Linked DNA regions of Mus musculus: region 1 is linked to region 2. Evidence: chromatin contacts called from public HiChIP or PLAC-seq data. All regions are on one chromosome and are shown on one strand. Each heading gives the region's core, a stretch centred on a gene start, on an enhancer-like site or on the middle of the called end of the contact. The rest is flanking DNA. Distances are from core to core; before and after follow the strand shown.

Evidence for each region. HiChIP or PLAC-seq counts read pairs in DNA pulled down with a chosen protein or histone mark.
Region 1: a contact with region 2 is called in an H3K27ac HiChIP or PLAC-seq map of embryonic fibroblasts, with 12 read pairs. The contact joins two enhancer-like sites. A contact is called at or near these places in 3 of 39 promoter capture datasets (the C10 cell line and the HPC-7 cell line), 4 of 484 Hi-C or Micro-C datasets (the N1E-115 cell line, Sertoli cells, pre-B cells and 1 more), 4 of 115 datasets of contacts at active chromatin or transcription factors (the 230-238 cell line, embryonic fibroblasts, embryonic stem cells and 1 more) and 5 of 9 other capture datasets (adipose tissue, embryonic stem cells, embryonic tail and 2 more).

The regions. Positions count from the first base shown.
Region 1 is chr15:95,927,737-95,933,699 of GRCm38.p6, reverse strand. It overlaps Ano6 (anoctamin 6), which reads right to left. Exons shown (of 20, transcript NM_175344.4): 10 at 1,857-1,917. Among named protein-coding and RNA genes, the nearest start is that of Gm41389, 19 kb to the right of the region's middle. Within about 2 kb of position 2,064, at least 90 of the 459 cell types and tissues checked have an H3K27ac peak or open chromatin away from gene starts, as enhancers often do. A contact at or near this core is called in adipose tissue and embryonic fibroblasts, where this site is marked.
Region 2 is chr15:95,820,509-95,827,356 of GRCm38.p6, reverse strand. All of the region lies in intron 1 of Ano6 (anoctamin 6), which reads right to left. It overlaps Gm17546 (predicted gene, 17546), which reads left to right. Exons shown (of 2, transcript NR_155277.1): 2 at 2,314-2,898. Among named protein-coding and RNA genes, the nearest start is that of Gm17546, 6.1 kb to the left of the region's middle. Within about 2 kb of position 3,841, at least 76 of the 459 cell types and tissues checked have an H3K27ac peak or open chromatin away from gene starts, as enhancers often do. A contact at or near this core is called in adipose tissue and embryonic fibroblasts, where this site is marked.

The sequences.
Region 1 (5,963 bases), core at 815-3,314, 110 kb before region 2:
CATCCAGTTTCTAGGCAGAACTTACGCGTCAAGATCGCATCTTTTCTATTACAGAGAACTGGCTATTATTACCACAGTGAAATATACTTAAAAACTTTCCGATCCTATAAAACTATAAAAAGAAGCAAGCTCACGGGCATTCTCCTGTTCCTCACTGCTGCCCCTGCCCCAGGCTGAATTCTAACTGTGGGGACTGTTATAGTCTAAGAATAAGCATTCCTTATCTACCAACCTGGAATATGGAAACATGCTGAGCGCTGATTTACACTAACACTGGGATTTTGGATTATTGTAGATTTTGTATTTGGGGACTAACGAGGTTCCTGTGATTGTCTAGTCAAAGGAGAGGGGGAGGGGCAGGGGAAAGAGGAGCTCTGGTTCTTAGCATTTGAGACGACGGACACCGAAACAACAGTGATGGCCTCCAGTGACTCACACCCCTGGGTCCTTTCCTCCACTCCATCCCTCAGGCTCGGATGCCTGCCTTGCTGCTTCAGCTGCCAGGACATTAGCAAATACTATAATCATGGGCCCAATGTCGCTGTTGCACTTGTGGGTACCCAGGGTGCAGTTGTGGCATGACTTTTATAGGGTAGCCAGTTGCCTTCTGATTGGATTTGGGGTGTGCTGCACAGGACAGAAGTCAGGCCTGGTACTCTAAGCCGAGCTAAGAGCCCAGACCTGAGGCGATCATAATCCCTAAGGTGGGACCTACTGTTGGGACTTTGCTAAATGGCCATGCAGCCAAGCTGTCTGAGCATTTAATTTAAACCCATAGTTCTAGGATGCTCTCCATGTCGGTAAAGCTGCTTCCCTGTGCTCAGCCCTAAATGGGACATCTCTTACCAGACCCCTGCCAAGGCTCAGGTATCACTGCAGAGGAGGAGGGGGAGGACTGGGAGGAAGGGGAGGAGGAGAGAGGAGGGAGAGGAGAGGGGGATCGGGAGGGGAGGAATTTAATGGTTCGAGGACAGGGAAGAGTACCATGAAATATTATCTTCTGGATAAGGCATGGCTGCTATACACACAGACTCATAGTAGCCATGGTTACCTGCACCAGACCTGCCCACAATAAGCCAATCCAAATTACAACATAGACTAGGGGTGAGCTCACAAAAGTCATCTCTACTGGAGGAGCTGCTGGCATTCAGCAGCTGCCTGGGGAAGGAGACACATTCTCCTCTGGAGGGTTGGCCAGAGGTAGGGTTGCCTAGGCTCCAGAAGCTGGCCAAGAGCCCATGCACACCCCGGCAGCGCCAACTGGGCTTAGTGAGCTATTTCAGAATAGACAAGGAGAACATGAAGTTGAGAGGAAGACGCAGTGGGGAGGATCGGGGGCAACTTGAGACATGAAGCAGGGGGTGGATATGACCAGATTTAATTGTATGACATTCTCAAAGAATAAATGTCAATAATAACCTTAATGCCAAACCCATTGAGGTCTGTGGTCCTTTGCGTCCTTTTGTATCTCTGAAGACCCATACAGAATCCTAGGCTAGATAATTTGAGGGTGACACCATTTGGAACCCCACAGACCAGGCCAGGCTTCTTACTGCTATATCACCTCTTTACAGAGAAGCCAATGGCTCACCACAGAGATCAGGCCATGTGTGACTCAGGGAACTGAGAGAAGAAAAACAAAAAAACAAAAACAAAAAAGAATGAAACCGTGTGTGGTTGAAGCCATGGATCTCTGAGGTAAATTTTCATACAGTAAAATCGAATGACAACTACCAGCAAAGCTCTGGAGGAATGGAGGTTCAGCCAGAACATGGTCCTAAAAGTACATGAATTTAATAGCTTACACAAAATTGCACAGACACCATCAAACTGAGAGAAAACTGAAAGTAACTTACCCCACACTCCCATAAATACAGCGAAGATCAGGGTTCCAAAACTGTCAAAGATGCACAATTTCTGGAAAACAGAGCAGCAAGGCATAAATAAATCAATTCCTCACTTATCAGAAATTCAGCAAATACGTAACACTTCGTACACTCTGCAGCCTGCAGTGTTTGCTGAGCCCAATGCTGGTTTAACAATCACCACACGTATGACATACCCACAGATGGAATTTCTCGCATTTTAAAAGCAAACAGCTTTCGCCGTCTGAGCCTTGAGTACATTTTCCAGTGGAATCTTCCCACACGGCGATAAAGGACTAGGCACATCTGCTAAGATTGCAGGCCGTTAAAGCCTCTTTTATGAGCTGTCAGAGTGAGTGGGAGAACGTAGCGAACGGCTCTAAGGATCCAGTGCCCTCTAAGTAAGTTTATGGTTTGCCTCTTATCAGTGTCTCAGTCCCCTCAGAGGATAAATTCCAGAAATATTCCTTTCCTTATTAAAAAAAAAATACAAAGCTGAGTTTATGTAGTGATGGCTCTCCTCCAGGAGCCTTCTGCTTCCACCCACCCGAGGAAGGCTTTGCATCTGTAAGCGATGATGAGGATTTTCAGTGGGATCAAGGCAATGCAGGTGCTTCTGCTGATGGCACTGGTACAATTACCAGAAAGGATTACTGTCTCACTGAGGCGGAGCTACCACGGCTGCCAAACTCCACCTCTTTGGTGATGGATACATAGCCTAGCTGCCTGCCTTTATGACTGGCTGGGTAAAAAAATCTAATTGACTTCTGTCATAGTTAGGGTTTTACTGATGTGAACAGATGCCATGACCTAGGCAAGTCTTCTAAGGAAAACATTTAATTAGGACTGGCTTGCAGGTTCAGAGGTTCAGTCCATTATCATGACAGCATCCAGGCAGGCATGGTATAGGTGGAGCTGAGAGTTCTACATCTTTATCTGAAGGCTGCTAAGAGAAAAATAGCTTTCAGGCAGCTAGGATGAGGGACTTAAAACCCACACCTACAGTGACACACCTACTCCAGCAAGGCCACACTTTCAAACAATGCCACTTCCTGGGCCAAGTATATACAAACCATCACAGTTACCATCTTTTCATTTGTGAGCACTTAAAAACTTCCTTAAGGAAGGACTCACAAAGTTAATGGCTAAGTGGGAGCAGTGGGTTCTGTCTGCCTGTTTTACCAGAGGCCATGGGAAGAGTAAAGGGGATAAGGGGGCCATGAAGAGGATCCAGGGGAACTTCTACAACTGTGACATTCAAAGGTGTTTCTAAGTGGGAAGTGTACTCTGCCGAGATAGGTTTCTTTGTTTCAGTTGCCTTTTATATTCAAAGCTGTGTCATTTTCACGAACACAGTCATTGTTTATTTTCATTAGAAACTATCTAGTTATGATCAGAAACTATGTATCTAGTTACATTCTTATCCTCAGGGTTTCCATAGCAGGCACAAGTGCCTCCCTCATCCATGTGAACTTTACCCGAACAGCATGATTCTAAATGGTTTCAGGAGACAACCCCTCTTTAAAAAGAAAAATCTCCAGGTGAAGGAAGATATACTTGTTATGCCTGGATGTCCCACCAATGATGCTTTCTGTATCTTTTCTCTTTGCCTTTGGGGACCCATTGCTCTGAAATGTCCTTCAACCATTTACAGCAAATAGCTTCACACAAAGTGCCGTGAGAAATATCCCACATGTGAAATCTCCTTCCTCAAGACCCCATCCACTGTCACTCCCATTTTGGAATTGATACAAGTCAGGCCAACTGCCTAGTTCCCAGTGAGGGATGTGCCTGGTACCCCAGGGCAAGATTGGGCATAGATGAATCTGCCATGCTACTAAGTAGATATGTGGCCTCTCTCTGCTTTGTCCCGAGAGCCCTTTGGAAGCAGGAGTAGGGGAGATGGTAAGGTACAGGCTTGCTTAGAAGCCTAGCTTATCTTGATGGGCAGCTGAGCTGGCACAGTGGTCCAGAGGCTACATTAAGAGCAGCCCCAAGTCAGCATTTTATTGGAGTCACAAGTGAACAGCTCTTCAGAGGAGAGGCAGAAATCAGTAAGTGAATCAATGTAATAAGGATGGAAGAAATCAGAAACATCTTTCCTGCCCCGCCCCTCTCATCCTTGCCCCGCTCCTCTCATCCTTACCCCACCCCACTCACCCTTACCCCACCCCTTTCATCCTTTCTCTCCGATTCTTATCTATGTGTCCTTCGCTTTGTAAATGGCTCCCACAAGATTCAAGAAATCCTTTAGGAAACATGACAGAACCAAAGACCACCACACACACACCCCAACCCCCACCCCGAACAATGAAAGACACTTGAAAGTCCTCAGCTAAGGTACTGTAGGTAGAGCCGAAGGAATGAAGTGGCGAGGGGAGGGAAGTGTAATGGATGTCTTCAGAGCAGACCTTCCACTGTGGCTTCGTGGGTACACGGCTACTGCTTGGGTGCAGAGCCTTGGGGAAATGCGCTAACAACTGCCTGTGATTCATCTGTCCAAAGCCATCAGCCAGCGGCTTCCTTGAGTCTTACTAATCACTGCACAGTCTTCTAGTTCAGTCTGGGCACTGCCTTGGCTCAAGGGACAGGCAGTTAAATCCTCTTTAATCTTAGTTAAGTATAGAAATCAATTAGGCTGACAGTGTGCCACTGTCATCATAACTAGTAGTGGGGAAAGTTTTTCAAACACAAATCTGGATTTCAGGGTTGTGTGCCCAGTGCTACCAGTCTGTGAGAAATGTGGCATGGTGGGCAGTGCAGATCTGCTGTAGCTCCTGTCCTTGCCAGTTCCTAACTGTGTGAGCTTCACAGGCTGTTTAGTTTCTCATGGCCTCAGTGTTTCAACCTGTAAAATGGGAGAGTGATTCTGCCTACATCACAGGTGCTATGTGTCAAAGGTGATGTAATCAGTATAAGAACACTGAAGAGTACTCTCAAAATGGCTCAGCAGGAAAAATTGCTTTGCTGCACAAGTCTGTGATGTGGAACCTCTCCAAAAAGGAAAGAGAGAAACAACTCCACAAAATTTCTCCTCTCACTTTAACACTTGCTTGTGTACACACACACACATACACACACACACAATTAAAGTATAAAAGATGGAGAGATAGCTCAGAAGTTAAGAGCACTGGCTGCTCTTCCATAGGTCCTATGTTCAATTCCCAGTAACTACGTGGTGGCTCATGACCATCTCATCTGTCCTGGGAATCTAATGCCCTACACAGCGATAGTGTACTCACATAAATAAGTCTAAAATAAAGTTCAAAAAGAAATTAATACTCTAGCATTACTCTTAAATGACAGACTTTGATAGATTATGTCAGAATGCTCCAGGAACACACGATTCCTGGTCTCCCATGGCAAGACAAAATTCATATCAGAGACCAGTAGTCTATTGTGACAGGCTATTTCTTTACATCCAGAGATAAAGCGCCTATGATGTAGGTGGAATCATTCCCACTTTACAGGTTGAAACGTTGCGGTCCTAAGAGGTCAAGCTGTCTGTCAAAGCTCACAGCTTCTCAGCACACTTCCCTCCTGTCTCAAGGTTCGACCCAAGTTTCCTGGGTCTTAAGAGCTCACCCCACCAGCCAGTATTCGGGGTGTCAGCAGTGTTTTGTGAGGATGTTTTGTGCCAAGCATCTTTTATCATCAAAATACAAAACTTTCCTTTTATAGTAACAGATATAGTCTAAATATGAGCAGAAGAGCCTTTAAAAAATCCAAAGGTATAGAGTGTCTGCACGTGCTGAAAGCAGAAAACACAAGCTGTACAAACTGCAGGGTTTTTAAGTACAAATCTACAAGCACACATTTTAGGCTTCTACTCATTTGAATGAATGCAAACACTTGCAATGGTACACGTATGGCTGAGGCTACAGCTCCATGGAAGGGCAGCCCCCAGCCTCGAGAAAACAAAATCTCTACTCAAGCTGACTTTGGAACTTCCGTTTGGATTAACTGAGTTCCTTAGGTAGCTTCAGGCCCACCACATCCTTACTTCCCCTGAGCCTTCTGAGAAGTGGTCACTGTCACTTTATGATCTGTAAATGCAGAATAAACATGTGGACTGGACGCTACCTTCCAGCGTGGGGG
Region 2 (6,848 bases), core at 2,592-5,091:
TTTCATAATGAAAATGCCGATGCTTTTTTTTAATTAAGGATGGAATTGCCAACATAAAAAACTAACAAGAAGCGAGGACTCACTCCTTCCGCTCTCAAATGAAACAGTTGAGAACACTGTGAAAGGCTTTGCAATTTGAATTACTGGAAACTGTCTAGAATTTAAACCTGGAACTTTCCCAGCTGCTCGACACTTGACACAGAGCTCCCAGGTTCCCAGAATCCCAGACCCTCTGATTCTTGCTATCACAGCCCCTGGTCCTGTGGTTAGAGCCATTATGCAGAAGTAAAGAGGATATCACCATGTCTAACTCAGCCATGCTAACACCCTACATGTATGCAACGCTGGTGATCCCGATGACGGTCTTGCACATGTCAAGCAAGTGACTCTACCCATGACCCAAATTTCCACACCTTTTTTTGCTCTGTGAATTTGGCCTTAAAGGGCGGATTAATTATATATCCTAAAAACCCATGTACACTAACACAAACGTGCATGGGTGTGTAGAGGTACGTGTTAACAGCTTAACATTATCTTTCAGCTATCATGAAAGGAATATATCAAAAGTGTTCGTCGGATCTCAAACCGCCCACGCTAACACTCTGTCTAAAAATGATCCTGTTCAAAGACAGGTCCCTGCATTTTCTGTATCACCAGACTATGTATTACCTCTTAAAATCGAAAGCAACTAAATGAGCTGAGCAAGGCGTCCTAGACTACCTTTTCTGTTTTCTGGAAACAGAAACTTTCCAATATAAGAAGCAGCTGAGATACAGAGACCTCTCCGCAGCATATGGGCTGGGGGCCAAAGAGAATGAGAAACGTACACACCAGCGTGACGGGTGACTACTCCAGCCACCAGCCACTAAAGATACACCTTTAACACTGAAAATTAATGCTGTCCTACAGAGAAGCAGGAGACAACATCTACAGTGTCAGGGATTGGAACACAGAGGAAGCAGGAGGGTAGTAATTTTGAGGCCAAACAGAGATACAAAGTGGCACATTGGGGGGGTGGGGGGTGGGGGTGATGACAAGAATTCCTTTAGGGAGAAAACAAAGGCTAACTATGAAATGTGGCCTGAGATTTATACTGACAGATAGCTCACAATTATAATTCGTTATAAAATGAAAAAGCTGAGGCATGCGATTTATAATAATCAACGAATGACTTCATAGATGAAACTTCACGCCAAATTCCCCTCGTTTATAAGCTCCCACAGTCCCTGTGCTGACAGCACCCCAGGACTGACGCTGGCCACTTCCTCCTAGAGTTCTAAAGTCTTGTAGAACACACACCATATTTTTAATACTTTTAACATTATTCCTTTTTACATTTACAAATGTTTTACCTACATTTGTGTCTATGCATCATATGCATGCCAGGTGCCCAAGGAAGCCAGAAGAGGGCATCAGGTCCCTGGAAACTCAGTTGTGAGCCACCATGGGGGTGCTTGGAACCCAACCCAGTTCCCCTACAAGAGCAGCCAGTGAGTGCCCTTCACTGCTGAGCCATCACCTCTCCAGCCCTGACCGACCCCTGGACCGCATTTTGTTTACTCCCTTAGACATAAAGTCTGGCAGTGAACACAAAAAAAGACTCTACTATGTGTTTGCAGGTAAACAGGATACAATAAATGCATGTGACAGAATATTACTCAGCTATTCAGTGTGATTTGTGATATATATTTTATAGGTATAGAATACATAATGAAAAGTTCCAGAAATTAATAACGTTGATGGCTGAATAACTGAGTACACTTAGTGCTAGGGAAAATTAGAAAAAGGTTAAAATGATAAATGTTATGTACATATTACCACAATGAAAGAAATACAGTGAGAGGAAGGACCGTTTGTCAGCAAGGCAAGTGAAAAAGAGTCTATGTCTGAACCGCATAAAGCTACAAACGTCCCTTTGAAAGGGCAGGGAAGCGGCTTGCCGAAGCTTTTCCAGGGCTTGTGTTTGGGAGGCAATGTAGCCGGGTGAGCTTGTCTGTTGCGATTTTCCAGCTTCTTTGTTGCTTGTTTGTTGCAGTTCTCCATGGTTTCCAAATTCTCTAGAACTGCTCACATAATCAACCCTTGCAAATACAAAGGGGTGTGGTATAGCCAGAGCAGGAGATGCCAGGCTTATCACCAGCAGGTTAAATGCGGATCAAAGTCAATTTACCTGGTGGACTATTCATGCAGCCTATCACTGTTGGGTGCTCGCCATCCCTGTGGCAGCCCAAACTCGTGAGTTAAAAGTTTTATCTTTATTATAAGGTAATGTTTTGCTTGCTTTTGTTTTTCTTTTTCTCTCTGGCAAGAAAGCATGCGGCTCAGATCTGTTGCACCACTAGACATGCCTCCGCCAGCCTTAGTGTCACAACTGATGGGCTTGCTCTGGACATACAAGTGACTGACTGGATCGTGAACAGTTGTTCTCAAGAGACAGTGAATGTCTTCAGGACAGGAACCTGGGACAAGATGTGGAGGTGACCTGAAGGAAACACCAGACTCACCATTGTGGAAGATCTAGAAGCAAGGCGATCAGAGTCGCACAAACTCAGGCAGATGCCACACCGAAAGGACTGCCATTATCACACATGCCATGAAAACACTCCCTGTCTTAGTGACCCCACAAGTGGGGACAATCATGCTTCCCTCCTGAATATTTAACAGGATGGAAGGTTCTGAGTCTGCTCTCAACAGGTGATCAATCCATACCATGAGCTTCCGTCCATTTCCTGTTCAAAGTGTCTAATAAAAATCAAACAAACAAACAAACAAACAAAAACCAACAGTGAAATGCTAAAAGTGTTAGTGTTAACAGGCGCGGTGACAGAAGCACAGGAAAATGTACTTTCTCACTGACCCCAGTGAGGACCTTGTAATAAAGTTCACGAGAATTTTCCTACTCTTTGTTCCTCAATAATAGAAAACTATTCATCACTATTTGTCAGTGACCTCATATACCAGAGAAACCATCAAGACGCTTGCATTTCCTTTTTTGATAATCCTCTTTTGAAATCTTGCATTCCTTAACTGCAGTGGGTCCTCAGAGTCCTCAGAAAGGTCTGTTACCCTGACAAGGATGAACACACTACCAGGCTAGCTCCCAAGCTTTGGGGGGAAAAAAAAAACTGATTCTGAGTGACTATGGTGCTCCCAAGAGAACCCAGAGGTCCAGTGTGACCAACAATGGGCACTGTGTCTGTTCCATGACCGTTGATCTACATGCAAACTTGAAGTTACCCACATGTCTTAGGGAGCTGATAGCATCAAACGTTGCATCAGATCAACACCAAACAAAACCCTCCCTGTAGAAAGGCAGCTCCTATCTTTGCTAAGATCAACCTCCTTCCCATAAAAAAACACACTCTGCCTTACTAAGCCATGAATACCAGAGAACAGTCAGCCGTTGGGAATTTCCTTTGTGCACAATAAACTACACAAGCTGAACTCGCTACCTTAGGGCTGGGGAGCTCAAATTCATAAGCATGCATATCAGCAATAAGCCAGGCTTGCCTGATGAAAGAGAAAATACAAACAACTTTGCCGGGGTCCATCACGTTGTAGAACAATGATTGTGAACCTACCTAAGGCTGTGACCCTTCAGTGCAGCTCCTCATGTTAGGGTGTGCCCCAATCGTAAAATTATTTCCATTGCTATTTCACAACTGTAATTTTGCGGCTGTGATGAATTGTAATGTAATTATATGATATGCAGGATATCTGATATGTGACGCCCACAAGGGGTCCTGGCCCACAGGTTGAGAACCGCTGCACTAGAACAAAGGGATGCAGAGGGTTATTCTGCACTGAGGGTGAGGAATCTGCCTGGGCAGGATCTTGAGGGCTGGGTAGTTCAGCATCTCTCTATGGGCTGCTGGGTATGAAGGAATGGGACTGACTCTGCCTCTGAGAGGGTTCAGTTCATGCTGACTCCTTCTTTACTGCTGGAAAACGGGCACCACGGAACCACGCTTGTAATACCTACTTGCCTGCTCTCCTTACCTCGGAACAAAGCATGGGGCACTTCCATTCTCTCTCCAGTCTTTCAAACCCATGTTTCTTGCCCTAGAGAGGTGTCAGAGAAGAACCAAAGAGGCAGAAACCAGCCTGCTAGGAGGATCTGGAAAGAGTATCTGGAGCCAACTTCCAGAGCATGACAGTGACTAGTCCCTGTGGGGTTCTAGCCGGTAAGGGCCTGTCCTGTGGGCGCCAAGGACATCCCTGCCAAGCTCAGCCAGAGTCAAAGCATCTTCAAACCATTTCTGTACTCTGTCGCTGTCCTCATCCATTTAGTGTATGTGTGAGAGTGTATGTGTGTGTGTGTACATGCATGTGTGAGTGTGCACATGCACACTCTCTTGAATTTTTGTTTTTCTTTTGTTTTTGTTTTGTTTTTCAAAAACTATGGCTCTCAGCTTTTCACACATGATCCTTTAGCAGGATCTGATAAAATCCGAAACCCCTTTCCCTAGGGGGAAAAGAAAACCTCAAAAGCAGAAACACGTAGAAAGAATTATCTAGAAGCTCTGAGAATCCCGAACCCCTAAGCCCACCATACATACCAGGAGGAGGAATACTCTGCAGTCTGAACATTTCTGGGTGACTGCCACATGCCAAGCACCAAGAAGAACCCACCTCAAGCTCAGCCCCCCACCTTCTGACTGCCAGCCCATCCTCCCACGACCTGCCTTGGTTCCCTGTAAAACTGCTGGGAACTTATTTATTTATTTATTTATTTATTATATGTAAGTACATTGTAGCTGTCTTCAGCCACACCAGAAGAGGGCATCAGATCTTGTTACAGATGGTTGTGAGCCACCATGTGGTTGCTGGGATTTGAACTCCGGACCTTCGGAAGAGCAGTCGGGTGCTCTTACCCACTGAGCCATCTCACCAGCCCCCATGCTGGGAACTTCTACCTGCCTTTGTGCTATCTGTTCGGGAAACAGATAGTCAGTACTTTGACTATCCTGTCGGACAGAAATAACGCAACACTTACACGCTCCCAAGCCCCTCCTCCAAGAGGCACCACTTCCTTTTCTCCTTCAGTAGCCCCTGTACCAGGGATCCCATGGCACTTCCTACCCTCGAGAAGTCACATGCCCCTTTCCCTCTGTTAGGACTGTCAGCAGCGTGGAGGGCATGCGTGCTCAGCAACTAAATCACGTTCCATTTTCAGCTTCTAGTAAAGTCCCCACTCAGGAGGAAAGCACTCCACTGAGGTAAACAAATATGAATCAGACACTTTTAATATACATGTCCCTAACACTCAACCTGCTGGGACAAGTGATGTCACCATAAACCTTAAAGGAGCCATGGCAACAACCTAGACACAAGGATGGACAGCAAGGGCAGTCAGAAGCCGGCGTGAACGAGGAACATGGTACAAGTCAGAAGGTTTGGGAACCAAGAGTTAAAGAGGGAGCAGGCGAGAAAGAGAATCATGGGATGAAACATACAGGGCGGTGGCTTTATCCTCTGGAAGATGGCTTTGCTCGTTTCTTGTTTTTACTTAGTAAAGTAATGGAAAGAATAAATAAGCAATCTCGACCTCACTGTACGTAGATGAGCACCAGCCTTTCGTCTTTATGTACTTTATAAACATGCACACCTGCACATGTGACGAGTGGTGTTTCTATCTTACTAAAATGTCTTATGTTTGCTATGTACCAGACCCTGTGCTGAATATGAAATCATTTAATGACCACTATTAATCATGATCCTTTTGAAAGATAATTATGGTTTTACCACTGTGAACAGACACCATGACCAAGGCAACTCTTATAAGGACAACATTTAATCGGGGCTGGCTTACAGGTGCAGAGGTTCAGTCCATTATCATCAAGACTGGAACATGGCGGCATCCAGGCAGGCATGGTGCAGGAGGAGCTGAAAGTTCTACATCTTCACCTGAAGGCTGCTACCACAACACTGACTTCCAGGCAGCTAGGATGAGGGTCTTAAAGCCCATGCCCACAGTGACACACCTACTCCAACCATGCCACACCTCCTAAGAGTGCCACTCCCTGAGCCAAGCATACACAAACCATCATAATGGGTGATGCTTGGCACTAAGACCATATAATTCACATGCAGCTGAACCAAGCAGAGTTTAACAGTTTTCATCTCAAAACTCCCTTCCTTCCTTCCTTCCTTCCTTCCTTCCTTCCTTTCTCTTCTTTTCTTTTCTTTCTTTTCTTTCTTTCTTTTTTTTCCCACTTGCTTGATTTATAGAAAAAAATTAATTTATTTTTCCAGTTTTCTGAGAGGTGTCCCTTTGGGATCCTGATTAGCACGCTAATAACCCTGGGACGTGAGCTCTTGCTTACATCATTCTCCCACACAAGTCTGTTCATGTTCTCAGGACAATCTGTCCTTCTCCTCCCAAAAGACCTGGAGGGTGACATTTCATATACCTGCTCTGGACAAATAAATCTGAAAATGGAGTGGAAAGGGGTGCCATTTGGGAAGACTAGGTCAGCAAAACGAGATGCAAACAACGATGTCGTCCCTCTGCGGGCCTAGAAACATGTGGTCGCTTGGAGCAAGCCAGGAGCCTGGCTGAGAAACCAGAGAAGGAAGAATTAAAGGGATCTGGTGTTCCGCTGAGAGCACCAAGCGGTGTGAAGGTATGAGGAGGAAGAGGAAATGGAACACTGTAAGGGGACAGTGAGTGCCTTAGAGAGAACCAGCGGGGATGTGTGGCTGAAGGAGTGAAGGTAATAGGCTGCACTGTGAGCAGTCAGTCACCAAATGCTTATCGGAAGCCCGGGATCCTGGGGCAGAAGGAATGGGGCCACAGGAGAACAGACAGGGAGTCCTGATGTACCCTAGAGCAGGGATGTGCACAG